2 separate regions of the Gossypium hirsutum genome follow, and region 2 is linked to region 1. A link is a contact called in public Hi-C data. All regions are on one chromosome and are shown on one strand. Each heading gives the region's core, a stretch centred on a gene start, on an enhancer-like site or on the middle of the called end of the contact. The rest is flanking DNA. Distances are from core to core; before and after follow the strand shown.

Region 1 (7,710 bases), core at 1,581-4,080:
CGAACTAAAATGGTAAAATCTGAAATGGAAATTTTCAAACATGAAGACACAAGCTGCTTAGTCCAGGAAACCCATTCCTGAATTTGGGCTGCAAAGCAGATATTATGGGCCTTGTTTCACAAAAATCAAATATTTTTATTTTCTAGTTTCGGGCGTTTAGCTGAAATCCATTTCAAAATTTAAACCAGTCAATTTGAAGAGCATTTAACACATGGTAGTCGGTAACATATAGATATTAATTCCGGTATTATATTTCAGTTTTATATCAGTACCAATAGTTTATGTTCTATCCATATCAAACTTTTCATGCCTTTCAACTATTTCAATATATTTCGGTCCGTTTTCATTAATATCAACTTGTACCGATGTTTCATATTTTAAACTATTTTTTATTTTTTATTTTATTTTAAACATTTTAATTGTTCTATAATTATATCTTATACTATTGAACTTATTTAATAATTTTAAAATTTTTTATTATATATAAATATATTTATATGGATGTAATTAGGATATATTTATATTTATATATAATATATGGTTTTTTTTATCAAACTAAGATATAGTTTATTAAGAAATTAAAAAAAATAAAATTGGATATATATATATGAAAAATATTTAAATATATATAATCTATCAATGAACTTAAATAAGATTATAAATATATATTTAAAAAATATTTAAAAACATAATAAGTTCAAAACGATATATTGAAACATATCGGTTCTGAAACATATAAGTACCGAGATAAAAATAATATATCTATAGGTATAATACTGACTACCTTAGGTTAACATCATAGAAATCAAGCTCAATCATTAGCTAAAATTAGGGACGGAGCTAAGGGGTCAGGCAGGACTTGGCCTCTCCCCAACCCCAATGTTAAATTATCAATTTAACTCCTTGAATTTTTTAAAATTATAAAATAATTTAATAATAAAATTACGCTTTGCTCTTTTAAAGATGAATTTTTTAATTTAATCTCCTTAAAATTCTAAATGAATAATCATGTAGAAAGAAAACTTATATTTTAATTTCATTAAAAATTTATAATTTAAATTTAACTTCAAGATAAATTTGTGACTTCGTCTTGACTAAAATATTACTTGATAATATTAATGATAGTGAGATTGAAAGAGAAGATCATGGAGTTATTAAAACATGATATGAAGAAAATAAAGATGAAATCTATTTTATTAAAAATATAATTATGGGTATTGGTAGTGTGATCACCAGCGAGAGATCATTTACAGGCTTTATGTGGGTGGTTTTGCCAAAAAGTACTAATCCATCCACTTGATAAGCTTAGAAGCTGTATTAAATTGATTTCTCAAAAGCAAATCGATCGTGTTACCAAGAACCTGGCCTGTTGAATGGGCGAAAGACGAGATTTTGTTAATTAATTGCTAGCCGGTTGAGTGGCTAATAGAAAAAGTATTGGCGGGGCAATTTATTTGTTTTTAAGTAACTTGGACTCTAACCTTCCACCCTCAAACACTCCAATATTAACTCAACTATCATCCTGCAGTTTGTCCTTCTACCATCTACTCTTTTTTCTTTTCTTTTTTTGGGGGACCGTCTACTATTTACTTCACGTGCAGCATGTTCGAACCTTACCACCCAATGTCTGTTACATTTCTGCTTTACAAAGGTTCCTTTCGATCAACTGAATAGCTTCAATACTATCCACCGTTGACTTCAAATCTATAACCCTTCTACCAAGCAATGACGAGACCGTCTGATATTGCCCAAAGTTCTGCCTAAAGAATAGATAAAAAATCCAATGCTGCGACTGTACCCATGTAACCAATCTCCCTTACTGTTTCTTAAGACTCCACCTCCATTAAGGATTAGTTTGGCAATGCTTTTGAAAAGTGATTTTGAAAAGTGCTGTAAAAAAATATTTTTGAGAAATACTTTTAAAAAATTTGGTTTAAAATTTAAGTGTTTAGCATTGCTGTCAAAAAGTACTTTTGAGAAATAAAATGTCCATTTTAGTCATGTTATTATCAAGTAACAAATATACATTTAAATAATATTTAAATTAGTTAATATTATTATATTTTAGTAAGAATATAAAAAAATTATTATAACTTCTTGTTAATATTTTAAAATATAAAATATAAAATACAAATTTTAAATATTTTTAAGCAATAAATGTTAATTATTTATAAAATTTAATTAGAATATATGAACTATATTTTAAATATTTAAATATAACTATTAAATATTTGTAATTAGTATTTTAAAAAAAATATTTTTAATTAATGATTTTACCACATTTGTAATTAAATACCAAGAAAAAAAGAGAAAGTACTATGTTATTGAAAGGGTGAAAAAGTAATTAAGCACTAAAAGTGCTTTTGGGAGAGAAAAAGTTAAAAATTTTAGTTTCTCCTTTCCAAAAATGCTTTTCAAAAATACTTCTGAAAAGCTAAAAATTTCAACAAAAAACAGCTTGTTCTGCACAGCTTTTCTTCTAGAAGTGCTTTGGAATCAGAAGTGCTTTTGAAAAGCAATGCAGAACTGGCTCTAACTCCCAAAGAAGTATCCTTTAAGGACCTATTTATAAGGCCCAATTTTTGCCCGGGCCTATAGATTAAAAACAATAAATAAACCAAAAATAAAACCAAAATAAAATTTTTCAGTCCAATCCATTTACAAATTACACTTATGGCCCAACATGCCCAATAAACTTAACTACCAAGCCTATTTACAAGAAAACTATCACAGCCCAAAAATTAAAGACACCCAACCCAAATCAAAACAAGCCCGATAGGCCCATCTCCTTAATAGCTTTTAGAAAACCCTAGGGCAAAGGGCTTATCGCGCCGCAAGCATCCACCAGGGGATTCACGCTCCGGCCTCCCCAACGCACGTGCGCTTCCGTTCCTCTGTCCACGCCCACGAACGGTTTTTCCACGCCATACACACCTGCAACAGAAAACAACCAAGTAGTAATTGACAGCAGATCACAGCGAATTACAGCAAGGAATTTGTATTTTCTTTTATTTATTTATTTTATTTTTCTTTTTCGGCTATAAAACTGAAGGAAAATGATGTAAATGGGATCTTTTTCTTTTCTCCCTCTTTTCACGAAGAAAATAGCAGAGAAATACACACGGATACTAAAAAATCAATTTGAAATTAGTTTTAAGGTGATTTTAGATCGTGTTCTTCCTTGATTTTCGTTTCCATTTCATCATTCTTTATCTATTGCATGAAAATAAATCTATAAGGAGAAAAGGAGACTTATCTATTGTTGAAGGAGGCTTCGAAATCCTTGTTTGCTTCGTCGTAATCGAAGTCAAGGCGAAGATTTGAAGCTTGTGAGCAAGGCTCTCGGATTTGTGGTCGAACGGGACCAGACTTGGCCTTTGCTTGATGGCCGTCAGCCGAATATGGAGGCAAAGCGGCAGTGGAAAGGTGCCTTAGGTTCGGCCGAGTAAATGGGGAATAGGTCTTTGGTATTTTTTTTATTTTAATTTGCTTTTAAGTGGCTGAATGTTGGATTTTAGGTTTTTTAGGCTTGATTTTGTATGAAATTTGAAACGGTGCCGTGTAGGGGGTGAGATCCACGCGTCAACCCGATTAGCAGGCCGGATCTTCACCTTTTCGTTCAAAATGGGAAAATTTCACGTTAGGTCCTTCCTCTCTTGCGAGCATTCAATTGCGCTTTAGTTATTCTATTTTGTTTTTTTAAATTTGGCTTTATAATTTGCGCGCATTTTCATTTTAGTCTGCGATATAGCGCAGCGTTTCAGGATTGAGGCTATTTTCAGCTTTGGTCCCTGTGAATTCGCGCGCATTGCGCATTAGTCCTCAGTTTAATTTCAAGAATTTGTAAATTATCCCTTTTATTTTAATTTTATTTCAAATAAGTTTTTTCATCTTTTTTTTATTCATTTCACATTCATTTTTAATTCTTGTTTATTTATTTTGTATTTTGAGCTACTTTGATAATTGTGTTTTGTTTCAAAGGCATTATGTTCTTATATCATATCACTTTAACATTTTGTATAATATTTTTTTAATGTTTTTTTTGTATATTATTATATATATATACGATTCATGATAGAGTGTCATGTATATTATTAATTTTATATTATTTTATACATATAATTTCTTTTTAAATTTATTCCTATATTTTATTATATATCTTTGTTGTTTATAGGAAAATTTTATTTTTTAAGTTATTATTATATATGCATGTATATATATTGGTATGTATGTTTGATCTATATACATTATTAACTTCATGTATTTTATACATATAGTTTTTCTTTGTGTACATAATTATATTTTTTTAAAATGTGTTATATAATTTATAGCAAAATTAATTTAATTTTATAATCATTGATTTCATGCTATTTTTACAAATAATTGTTTCCAAATCTATTTATATACATGTATGTTTTTTATAAATCCATTATGCATATAATTTATTTCTAAGGATTATATCTTATTATGTGTTTTACTATCCATTCATATTTTATATATTATTTAAATTTTCTTTTATTGTGTGTATTGTTATTTTAAACAAATGTTTTTACAGTTTTGCATGTTATTTAATTCAAATGTCTTCATTCTACAATATTCATTTTAATATTTCAAATTCATCAACTCATCAATTCATCTATTATATATTATGCACTCACTAATTCGTTACTATTTTAAAATTGTCTCACCACATTGACTTCTAATTTTCATTTTGTTTTGTATATGTTTTGTTATTGTTTTATATTGTGCCGTATTTATTGTTGTTGGATATTATTTATCCATAGTTTTACTAGTCATATTAATTGTCCTCTATCCAGGCTTAAAAATTTGGTCACATTTTACTTAGAATAGTTGTATTTAATTGTTAGATTTATTAATTGTGGTTTATTGCACTTTATGTGTGCATGTCATCTCATGTTTATTACTCCTCTTTTCATATCAATGTTTCTTTGTAATCCCTTAAGTGTTCTATCGTATTTTAAAACAAATAAATGTGCTTTGAGCTAATTTCCGATTTTCTTTATTCAAAGATTCTAAAATAAGGCAATATTCAATATTTGGAAACTCGGGAAATCGTGCCCTATCATGTTGGGTGTGATTTTTCGTCGAACTAAATATTTGGATATCCTTTTATATTTTTTAGCGTACAAGCTTTTGAAAGTCAAAAATCAATCGTATTTTTGAAGGTATAAAGGATCGCTCCTATCATGCTGGATATGATACTGCATACCTTTGAAACGAGAGAATTTTGACAACCAATTTGAACCACACACGTGTTTTAATAATAATCATATTTCAAAATTTCTTTTCTAAAACCTTAAACATAAGGACAGCATGTAATCAATCTGGTACCAATCTTTGGGCGTAGCGAGGGTGCTAACCCCTCCTCACGCGTAACCGACTCCCGAACCCATTTTTAAACTTGTGTAGATCAAAATTGATTTAAATGACGCAAAATGTTTTATTAGGTGATCCAATCACACCTAAAACAAAAAGATTGGTGGCGACTCTGCATTTGATTTTAAAAGTCGATTCCCATTGTTTTCAAAAATAAAAATGGCTTCGACACTATTAATATTTAATTTTACCCAACAGTCCCTGGGAGGAGTCCAAACCGAGGAGTGTAAGCCATTAAGCTGACTGTCAATGCTCAATGTTCCTCAAACTTCCTACCAGCTTTGTTCTCAATATTCTCAGGTATCCATTGATTCGTATCAGTGGCAAAAAATCACTCAGGGCAATGTCCTGGTGGCTGGTGTCGAAACCATCTTTCAAAAATTTTATATTTAATGAAAAATGGGGGATCGACTTTTTGAGAAATGAAAACGTGGAGTCGCCACCAATCCTTTTTGTTTAGGTGTGATCGGATCACCTAGAAATTTGGTTGTTTTAATAAAATATTTCTTTTTACTAAAATAACGGTTTTGGTCTTACGAAAATATGAGAAAACGGGTTCGGGAGTCGGTTACGTATAAGGAAGGATTAGCACCCTCGTTACGCCCAAAATTGGTACCAAATTGATTAGATACTGTCCTTATGTCTAAAACTTAAAAATGTTTTTGAAATGAGGTTCCTTTTAATAACATTTGAATAACCCGAGTTGGTCGTTAAAATCTTCTTGTTTCATAGGAATATAGCATCACATCCAGCACGATAGGACACGATTCTTTATACCCTCGAAAACAAGATAGATTTCGACTTCCAAAAGTTTATAAGTTGAAAATTACAAAAGGATACTCAACTATTTAGTCCAACGAAAAATCGAAACCCAGCACAGTAGGGCACGATTCCTCGGATTTCCAAACATTGAACATTGCCTTCCCTTAGAAAACACGAGTGAAATTCCAAAGGAATATTTGATTATTTTGAATAAACGGGAAATCGAAACCCAGCACGATAAGGCACTATTCCTCGAATTTCCAAACATCGAATATTGCCTTCGCTTTAAAGAGTTTTTAAAGACATGAGTGAAATTCTAAAGGAACATTCGATTATTTTGAGCAACCGAGAAATTGCAACCCAGCACATTAGGACACGATTCTGCGAATGGCCAAATATCAAACATCGCCTTTGTTTTAAAGAATTTTTAGAAAACATGAATGAAATTCTAAAGGGACACTCGATTATTTTGAGCAAACGAGAAATTGCAACCCAGCACGTTAGGCATGATTCAGCGAATTGCTAATCGGACATCGCCTTCGTTTTAGAGAATTTTTAAATGAATAATCATAAAACTTGCTTAAAACGCATTAATTCGACTTGAAATAAAACGGAATCAATCTTAAAGATTTGGACCTTATAAAACTGAATTTCATAAACCAAGTGAAAACAATGATATGGGATAATATGCATATGAGATACAATCAATTAACGAACTAAAAATTAAGTATAACTAACCTAAAAAATATAATCCGATTACAATCATGCATGGAAAATAATTGACATAACAATATCAAAACAAAAATTATAATAACAATGCACCGTACAAAACAAAATAAAACAATACACGATAGCATACCACAATAACATACAAAACCTAATATGATATAATCAATACAAGATATACGAAATAAAATAAAAATAAAGAAAATGTGGTATACAACTAGTTTGAAATAATAATAAACACGTAATGTATAATACATGAATGGATGGATTAAAAAAAACTAGAGATATATACTTGATTATTAAAATATATGAAGTGAAATGAATATTTTGATCGAACAATATACCAAACATTAAAGAATATTGGTTTAAAATTGACAATTTATATATAATAAAAAATTTAAATTATGTACAAAATATGAAAAGATTGTAAAAATGTATAGTAAAATATAATCTTAGAAACATAATAGATTTACAAATCATATATGCATAAATAACTTGAAAAATAATTATTTGCAAAAATAGGAAATTCATACAAGACTAAATTGATTTTATTATAAATCATATGATAGATTTAAGAACATACCTATATATAAAGAAAATTACATGTGTAAAATACACGGGTTTAGTAATGTATAGGTTAAACACGGGTATCCATAAATATATATACATATATGATAATAGCTTAAGAAAATATATTACGTAGGGTTACATAATAAAATACAAGAATAAATTTAAAAGAAATTATGTGTATAAAATAATATAAGGTTAATGATGTATATATGTAATAAAATTACTTTAATACGAAGTATACGTATATGTATATAT
Region 2 (7,710 bases), core at 3,412-5,911, 140 kb after region 1:
AGAAAAAGCTTGGCATTAAAATCACCTGCTCACAGGAGACTGAACCACTTGGCACAGCTGGTCCTATTGCTCTGGCTAGAGACAAGTTGATCGATGGCTCTGGTGAGCCATTTTTTGTCCTCAATAGTGATGTTATAAGTGAATATCCACTAAAAGAAATGGTAAATTTTCACAAGGGTCATGGAGGAGAAGCTTCCATTATGGTGACAAAGGTAATGTAGTAAACTGGGTTTAGCATTCTTGAGAAAAAGATTGCCATTAAAATCACCTCCTCACAAGGATCTTTCTTTTGTTTCAAGGTGGATGAGCCATCGAAATATGGTGTTGTAGTCATGGAAGAAACTACAGGCAAAGTTGAAAAGTTTGTCGAGAAACCACAAATATTTGTTGGTAACAAAATCAATGCTGGGATTTACTTGTTGAACCCATCTGTTCTTAACCGAATAGAACTGAGACCCACCTCAATTGAGAAAGAAGTGTTCCCAAAGATTGCAGCAGAGAATAAGCTTTATGCGATGGTGCTGCCTGGGTTCTGGATGGACATTGGACAACCAAAGGATTACATTACTGGCCTGAGAATGTACTTAAAGTCGTTGCGTAAAAAATCCTCTACCAAGTTGTCAACTGGATCTCATTTTGTTGGGAATGTTTTGGTAGATGAGAGTGCTGTAATTGGCTATGGGTGCCTCATTGGACCTGATGTAGCCATTGGTCCAGGATGTATAATTGAGTCCGGGGTAAGGTTGTCACGCTGTACCATAATGCGCGGAGTTCGTATCAAGAAGTATACTTGCGTCTCCAATAGCATTATTGGCTGGCATTCCACTGTTGGAAAGTGGGCACGGTTGGAAAACATGACGATCTTAGGAGAAGATGTTCATCTTGGAGATGAAGTTTATAGCAATGGAGGTGTTGTCCTGCCTCACAAGGAGATAAAGTCTAGTATTTTGAAGCCAGAAATTGTCATGTGATCACAAGGTTGAGCTTGGAATCAACATTTTGAGAGTTCGAAATTGCAATTTGGTTGTCTGCATTACCCTTTTTGTTTCCCTTCTTTTCTTGTTATTCTTAGGCAAATTCCAGTTGGAATAAGTTCGAGGGCCGAGTGTCAGTAGGCTTGTAGTTGAAGGATAGCTGCTGGCCTTTGGTTACCGGTGAACATCATGTTTGGTGGATGACCGGATGCAGAGACAACCTTATACACTTGTGAGGGAGCAATCTCATTTCTCATTTTGGAATGTCATTAACCAAAAGCAAAGAGAAAAAATAGAGGAAGAAATACAGACAACAAATTTATGACGTTGTGTACACTTAGTTTAAATGTTATTCAAGTATCGAGTTAATTGTATTTAGAATCTTTTCCATTGTTGTATAGCAGCCTCTCTTATCCTGTCAGAATGATGCTGTTGGGATAGTTTTTGTTCAGACTGAATCTTGTGGTGTTAACATAACTTTAGGTATATCTTAATGAATGTTATCTTCAGGATAATCAAAGGCCCTGGAAATTTGTAAGATTTATTATATGAAATATAGCGGGGATAGGCTTGATGAATGTTGTTTACACATGGTAGAATTCAACATTAGACAAAAATGTTATCTGTTGGAAGATGTAAGAAAAGGAAGTTCGCATTTCTTTCAAATCAAGACTTTCGTTAAGATCACAAAAAGCAACAAAAGATCCACAAGTATTTGACAGTATTGTTAGTTAATTGTTGAAAATTAGGGTCAGAACAAGTAACTTTTGAATGAAATTGAGTACTAAAACAAAAAATGCTTAAATGTGCACAGGCAAACGGCAGAACTACTCGAATTCTCCAAAATTGTCAAAATCAAAGTAAAAAAACAAAGGATTTACATGTCAAATAGGAGATGCTGTCATGTGCTTGTATGGGAATCCCTTAGACCTCTAGAAAGAGGCTAAGATCCAGAGCATGACATGAGATGACATTGCGATTAGAAGCCACGTGATAAATGCCAAAATTATCGATATTTCAAACTGCCGGCATGGGATATGACTTTGAGCCTTGCAGAATTCCAAGTCTCTTGCATATAGGACTATAATACCAGCTGATGAACATGCAGCTGCCAGTGATAACATAGCTGTCACCTGTACATTCAACAAGGATTAGCCAAGTGATATACAATCCCAGCTGAAGAGCTATTTGCAGAGTTGCCAATACTGAAAATAACAATTGCTTGCGGCCCTTAAAAAAAATCAAGCAAAATGCATAGGGAGTTCATATACAGATCAGACAGTGACCCCTGCATCAGTGTAAGATTGTATTCTATGGCCATTACAAAATATGAAAAGGTGGTCACAGAAACTAGCAATGTAATATATAGAAAGGTTGTTTTTTGATAGAATAAGAACAGCCATTAACCACTTGTGGGATCACAGACAGCATTAACATGAACAAATAAGAATAGCTGGCGAGGACTATGACAAATACAGCAACTAGCAGGAAATATATGGTCGAAAACCCGATTTACATCATTGTTGATGCATCCATTTAGTGGCTAAAGGAGATAAGAGAGGATTATTAGAGAACAGTTTCATACCCAATCACCTACAACAAAGAGGCTCACTAAAACTGGATTCTGAAGATCTCTTTTTCTCCTTAAAGCATAAACATCAAGACATGCAAGTCCAAAGCTCCATAGTAGTTGAAGCCCCATAGATGCAATCAAATAGCTGAAACAGAGAGCATTATAAACATCAAATGTGCAGAAAATACAATTGAAGTGCATTTCTATTCGATCAAAGTTGCATCTTGGCTTTGATGGATGCTTTTGCTTTTTCTTTTCTCAATTAGAAGTAAAAAGAAAATAAAAATATGAACTGAAAGCAAGGGACAAATAGCTAAAAGTAAAACTACCAACTAAATGGAACCTTAGAAGATCAAACATGCATAAAGATGCTTAACAGAGAGTTACACAGCTTCAGTCAACTTCGAACTTAAGTTTATTCAGACATATATTATACCAGAGTCTCTTGAACGTAATTCAGACAAATGAATGGCTCTGTTAGACTGTCACTATTAGCAGGCACACAAATCTTGAAACAAAGACTCGGGGAACCACCATTACTGCACTATGCATAGTAGCAGAAAAGCTTCATAGAGTTCCGTTCATTTTCCTGCCCTTATGCCTAATAGAAGCACTCAGTTCCGCCATTATAAGAGCAATAATACACTTTAAACAACCAAGCTCCAAATATAGCAAATCAGACATGTTTATGATTTCTTTAGCTCCACTGTTGCAATAACATTGGATGATAGATGATTGCTTCTGCTTAACAAAGTAAATTACCAGATGCTAAATTTACACAACTTCATATTCAGCTTAAAACCCAATTCTGGAAGAATCGGTACACTAGAAGTTTATGCACGCATCCTATACATTTCTCTGAATAGTAAAAAACCATACCTTTGACATTACTAACTGAAGGTAGAAAAATCCCATACTTTTAACATTAAACCCTCTTAGCTTCTCAACCAACATATGGAAAATCATTAAAAAAAACTAGGAAAAAATTAAGCTAAACTTAAAATTGAAACCCACTTCTCATGCAAAATACCAAAGTAGAAATCTAGAACTTAAATTTCATCCAATAAATTCAAACTAGAAGAACTAGAACATCAAAATCAGCTACTAAATAGTAGAGTAAAAACAAATTTTGAAGTAAAACACACATCACTTTATAAGATGCAAAGAGGTAGAAGTCCACACGTCTAAAAAGTCAGGTCAATTTCACCTTCTATTTTTCCTATTCTTTCTACCCATTTAGGAAATAACCTTTCATGAACAGTTTTGCCTACCTAATCTTGCTGCCCAGCAATCAATGTTTGCTTTAAGATGATTCCGATTCAAACAAACCATTTTAACTAAAATTTTGTCAACGATTAAACCCAAGAATACTGGAACAATGGCACCCCCCCCCCAAACACACACACAAAAAAAAACCCATTAATTCTAACAAGGTAAAATTTGAGAGCAAAGCCGAATGAAGAAAAATGAAAAAACGAAGTACCAGAATGCAGTGTAGGTAGAGAAACCAGAGGCAGAGACCATGAGTGCAATGGAAGCAGCAGCAAAAGCACATTGGGTTACCCTTAGTGTTAATCCACTCACCGTTCCTGGACTCCCAATCAACTCCTTCATCCTCTTACTTCAATCTAAAAGGTCCCCAACCCTATCGCCTAAACTCTAAGGGTCCTACTTGCAGAAAAGGGAAAGAAACCCAAGAATCTTAGAGTCCTTCCATTAATGGAACTCAAATCCAGAGTCCAAAACAATTTCTTTTTTGGTTGAACATTTTAAAAAAGGTAATATGGAAAGGGAATTTTGGAGTTTGGACCAAACTGATAAAATTTTAAAAAAAAAACGTATGATTTAAGAAATACCCTGAAATTATAATTTAGCAGATCATAATTTATAAAATTGGTGACATTGATGGTCTTGATTCGATGAATAGAAAGAGAAGGAGAATGTTTTTGGTTTGGAATAATGTCTCTTTTATCCTTAAATTTTATAAAAAAAATTATTTATTTTCGTCTTTATTAATTTTTAAATTTATAATTTTTTTGTTTAATCAGCTTAAAATGATTGAAGGTTATAATTTTTGTTTACTCACTTCAAAACGAAGGTAGGTTAATTTTATTGATATGGCATAAATGTGAATCACTATGAAAATGATACATCACTATTAAATTAAGTAAACTATTTTTAAAAATTAAAAAAATTAAAATTAACAAAAAAAAGTAAAAATTATAAAAATAATTTTTTAAAATTTTTTAGACTTGTGTCATTCACATAACAATCCATATTCAATAAAATTTTTAAAAAATTAAAAAATTTTATTATTTTAAGTTGATTTAATAAAAATTTAAATTTAAAAATTAAAAAAAAACTAAAATGAATTTTTAAAAAATTATACTGCAAAATAAGTAATTATTATGAGTATCGGTTTAGTGGGTTCAATTTAGGGCAAGTGAGTGACAGACTACTAACTAAATGAACTTTTCTTTCCTTTTTGTCCTTCTTTTTAGACAAAAAGGAGGGACTAGTAAAGAAAGAAATGTTGAACAAGTTGTTATGAATTAATGAGGATGGGTCGGTCTGGGCCATGGGTCTTGGACTTTTGGAGACGAAAAAAGAATCACGGATAATGTTCAATTATAGGCGTAATGACTAGGCCTTGGACCTTAGCAGCCTATCGGTGCCAAGCATACCAGCTTTGGCTTTCCAATGAAAGCATCTTTAGTTCGAATTTTAAAACCCATTCTCTTTCTTGATTTCAATAATTTGATATTCGTTTCATTTTAAAAAAACCAAAAGCAGTCAATTTATAATGCATACTTAACTAACTTCAACTGCTATTATAACACCATAACAAATTTACTTCCCTCCTAATAGCAACCTATCTGCGTCAAGTTAAATCAGCAACGTCAAATTTTGCTACTACTCCTTGTATTTTCTAAATTTTAAAATTTTAGTTTTAATCTAATGATACCAGCTAAATTTATGTTATTAATTTGTATTTTTTTGTAAAATTATAGATCTAGTCCACATTCACTAATTGAATCATTTTTAGTAGCTATATTTTTTGAATTTTAAAATTTTAATATTAAGTCAAACGACAATCGTTAAATCTATTATTTTTTTTAGTGATATGTGAAAATATCAAACATGCATAATATTACACATGAGATAATATATATGACATATCATATTTTAAAAATAATAAAAATTAATAAATTTAGTAATTATAATTTAATTATGACTAAAATCTTTAAACTCTAAAAATATAAGAATTGAAAATAATTAAATTAAAATATAAATACTAAATTCATAATATAAGTACAAATTGACCAATCAGCAATATGACGAACCGACAGCTCCTAACAGCTACGCTAACCTATGAGACCTTGGGACTTTTAACGCTGAGTTTCACCCTATAAAAATTGTAGATGAGCTTAATTAAATTATTTAATTTAACACAGTTAGTGCTACGAGTGATACAAATTAGTATGAGCAAAATGCATCCAAGTTTTTCTGCTCCAATAGAATCTTTGCTAATTTTTGTGTTTTTTGGGCATGTTCCACCTAACCAATTTTCTTTATTGATAATTTTAATAATATATTTAAAATTGAATCCACGATTAAATTAATTAAATCATTAATTTAATTGGTCCATTGATTAAAAATCAATCATAAATTTTTTTTTGAGGAATATAATATTTTTACTAATATAACTAAAAAAAAGTCAATAACGATAGCCGTTGGAATTTGGATATCAAATAAAATAAATAAATTTCATTCACTCTTGTCTCTTATCACATTTATCTTTGATTAAAATTCTTTCAATCTTTTTTTTCCTTTTATCTCTCACTTTCTCTACTGTAGACTTCAAAATATACTTTCATTACCTCCAACAAAAGGCATCTATAGTCCTTACCTTGACTGCTTGGAGACCACGAAAGCGACAGTATACCAGCAGTTTGGAAGTCTTCAATAGATGGCAGGGCTAGGAATAAGTAACTTGCCGTTATTTTACCAAAATAACTCAAAAATAAATAATTATAAAAATAACCCAAATTCAAAAATAATCATTCAAATAATTTAATATAAATAGTAAAATTAGATTAGGGGACTTAGGGCTTATTTTTCTGTGCTTAAAATAAGCATTTTTAACTTGTACTTTTGAAAGAAAAGCTGTGCAGAATAAGTTGTTTTTTGCTAAAATTTTTGATTTTTTAAAACTACTTCTGAAAAGTATTTCTGAAAAAAAGAAACTAAAATTTTTAGTTTTTTCTCTCCCAATAACACTTTTAGTGCTTAATTACTTTTTCACCCCTCCAATAATATAGTACTTTCCCTTTTTTTTCTTGGTGCTTAACTACAAATGTGTTAAAATCATTAATTAAAAATAAAAAATATTTTTTAAAATACTAATTACAAATATTTAATGGTTATTTTTAAATATTTAAAATTTATTTTATATATTCTAATTAAATTTTATAAGTAATTAATATTTATTACTTAAAAATATTTAAAATTTAGATTCCATATATTAAAATATTAACAAGTTATAATAATTTTTTTATATTCTTACTAAAATATAATAATATTAACTAATTTAAATTTTATTTAAATGCATATTTGTTACTTGATAATAACATGTCTAAAATGGACATTTTATTTCTCAAAAGTACTTTTTGACAGCAATGCTTAACACTCAAATTTTAAACCAAACTTTTCAAAAGTACTTCTCAAAAGCACTTTTCCATAGCACTTTTCAAAAGTATTGTCAAACTAACCCTTAATGACCAGCACCACCTTGATTTTTGACCCAATTATTACCTGATGATTGTGTTAGGCTTAAAAAAATAATTTTTTTTGGGTTGGGAGACTTAATGGCTGGCACCACCTTGATTTTTGACCCAATAATCACTTGATGATTGTGCCAGGTTTAAAAAAAAATTAATTTTTGGGATTGGGGGGGACTTAAGGCTATTTGACAAAAATGACCCAAAAAATAATTAATTACACAAATGACCCAAGTTCAAAAACAATCACCCAAATAATCTAAAATGAACAGTAAATTAGGGTGGGGGGACTTAAATGGCCGGCACCACCTCGATATTTGTCTCAATCGTCACCTGATAATTTAGTCCAGTGTTAAAAAATTATTTTTTGGGGTTGGGGGAC

What was found. A called contact is a pair of places that touch in the nucleus more often than the background predicts.
Region 2: a Hi-C map of leaf shows a contact between it and region 1, with 6 times the contacts expected there. The contact joins the promoter of LOC107948917 here to the enhancer-like site in region 1. A contact is called at or near these places in 8 of 34 Hi-C or Micro-C datasets (anther, cotyledon, hypocotyl and 2 more).

What each region holds. Positions count from the first base shown.
Region 1 is chrA04:74,049,906-74,057,615 of Gossypium_hirsutum_v2.1, forward strand. No RefSeq gene overlaps it. Among protein-coding and RNA genes, the nearest start is that of LOC121228082, 16 kb to the left of the region's middle. Within about 2 kb of position 2,831, at least 9 of the 9 cell types and tissues checked have an H3K27ac peak or open chromatin away from gene starts, as enhancers often do. A contact at or near this core is called in cotyledon, hypocotyl and leaf, where this site is marked.
Region 2 is chrA04:74,190,959-74,198,668 of Gossypium_hirsutum_v2.1, forward strand. LOC107948917 (CASP-like protein 5B2) reads right to left here and starts at 4,662. Exons shown (of 3, transcript XM_016883581.2): 1 at 4,031-4,662; 2 at 2,560-2,692; 3 at 1,740-2,107. The coding sequence starts at 4,161. The coding sequence ends at 1,907. LOC107948916 (mannose-1-phosphate guanylyltransferase 1) reads left to right here. Exons shown (of 5, transcript XM_016883580.2): 4 at 1-212; 5 at 300-1,548. The coding sequence ends at 971.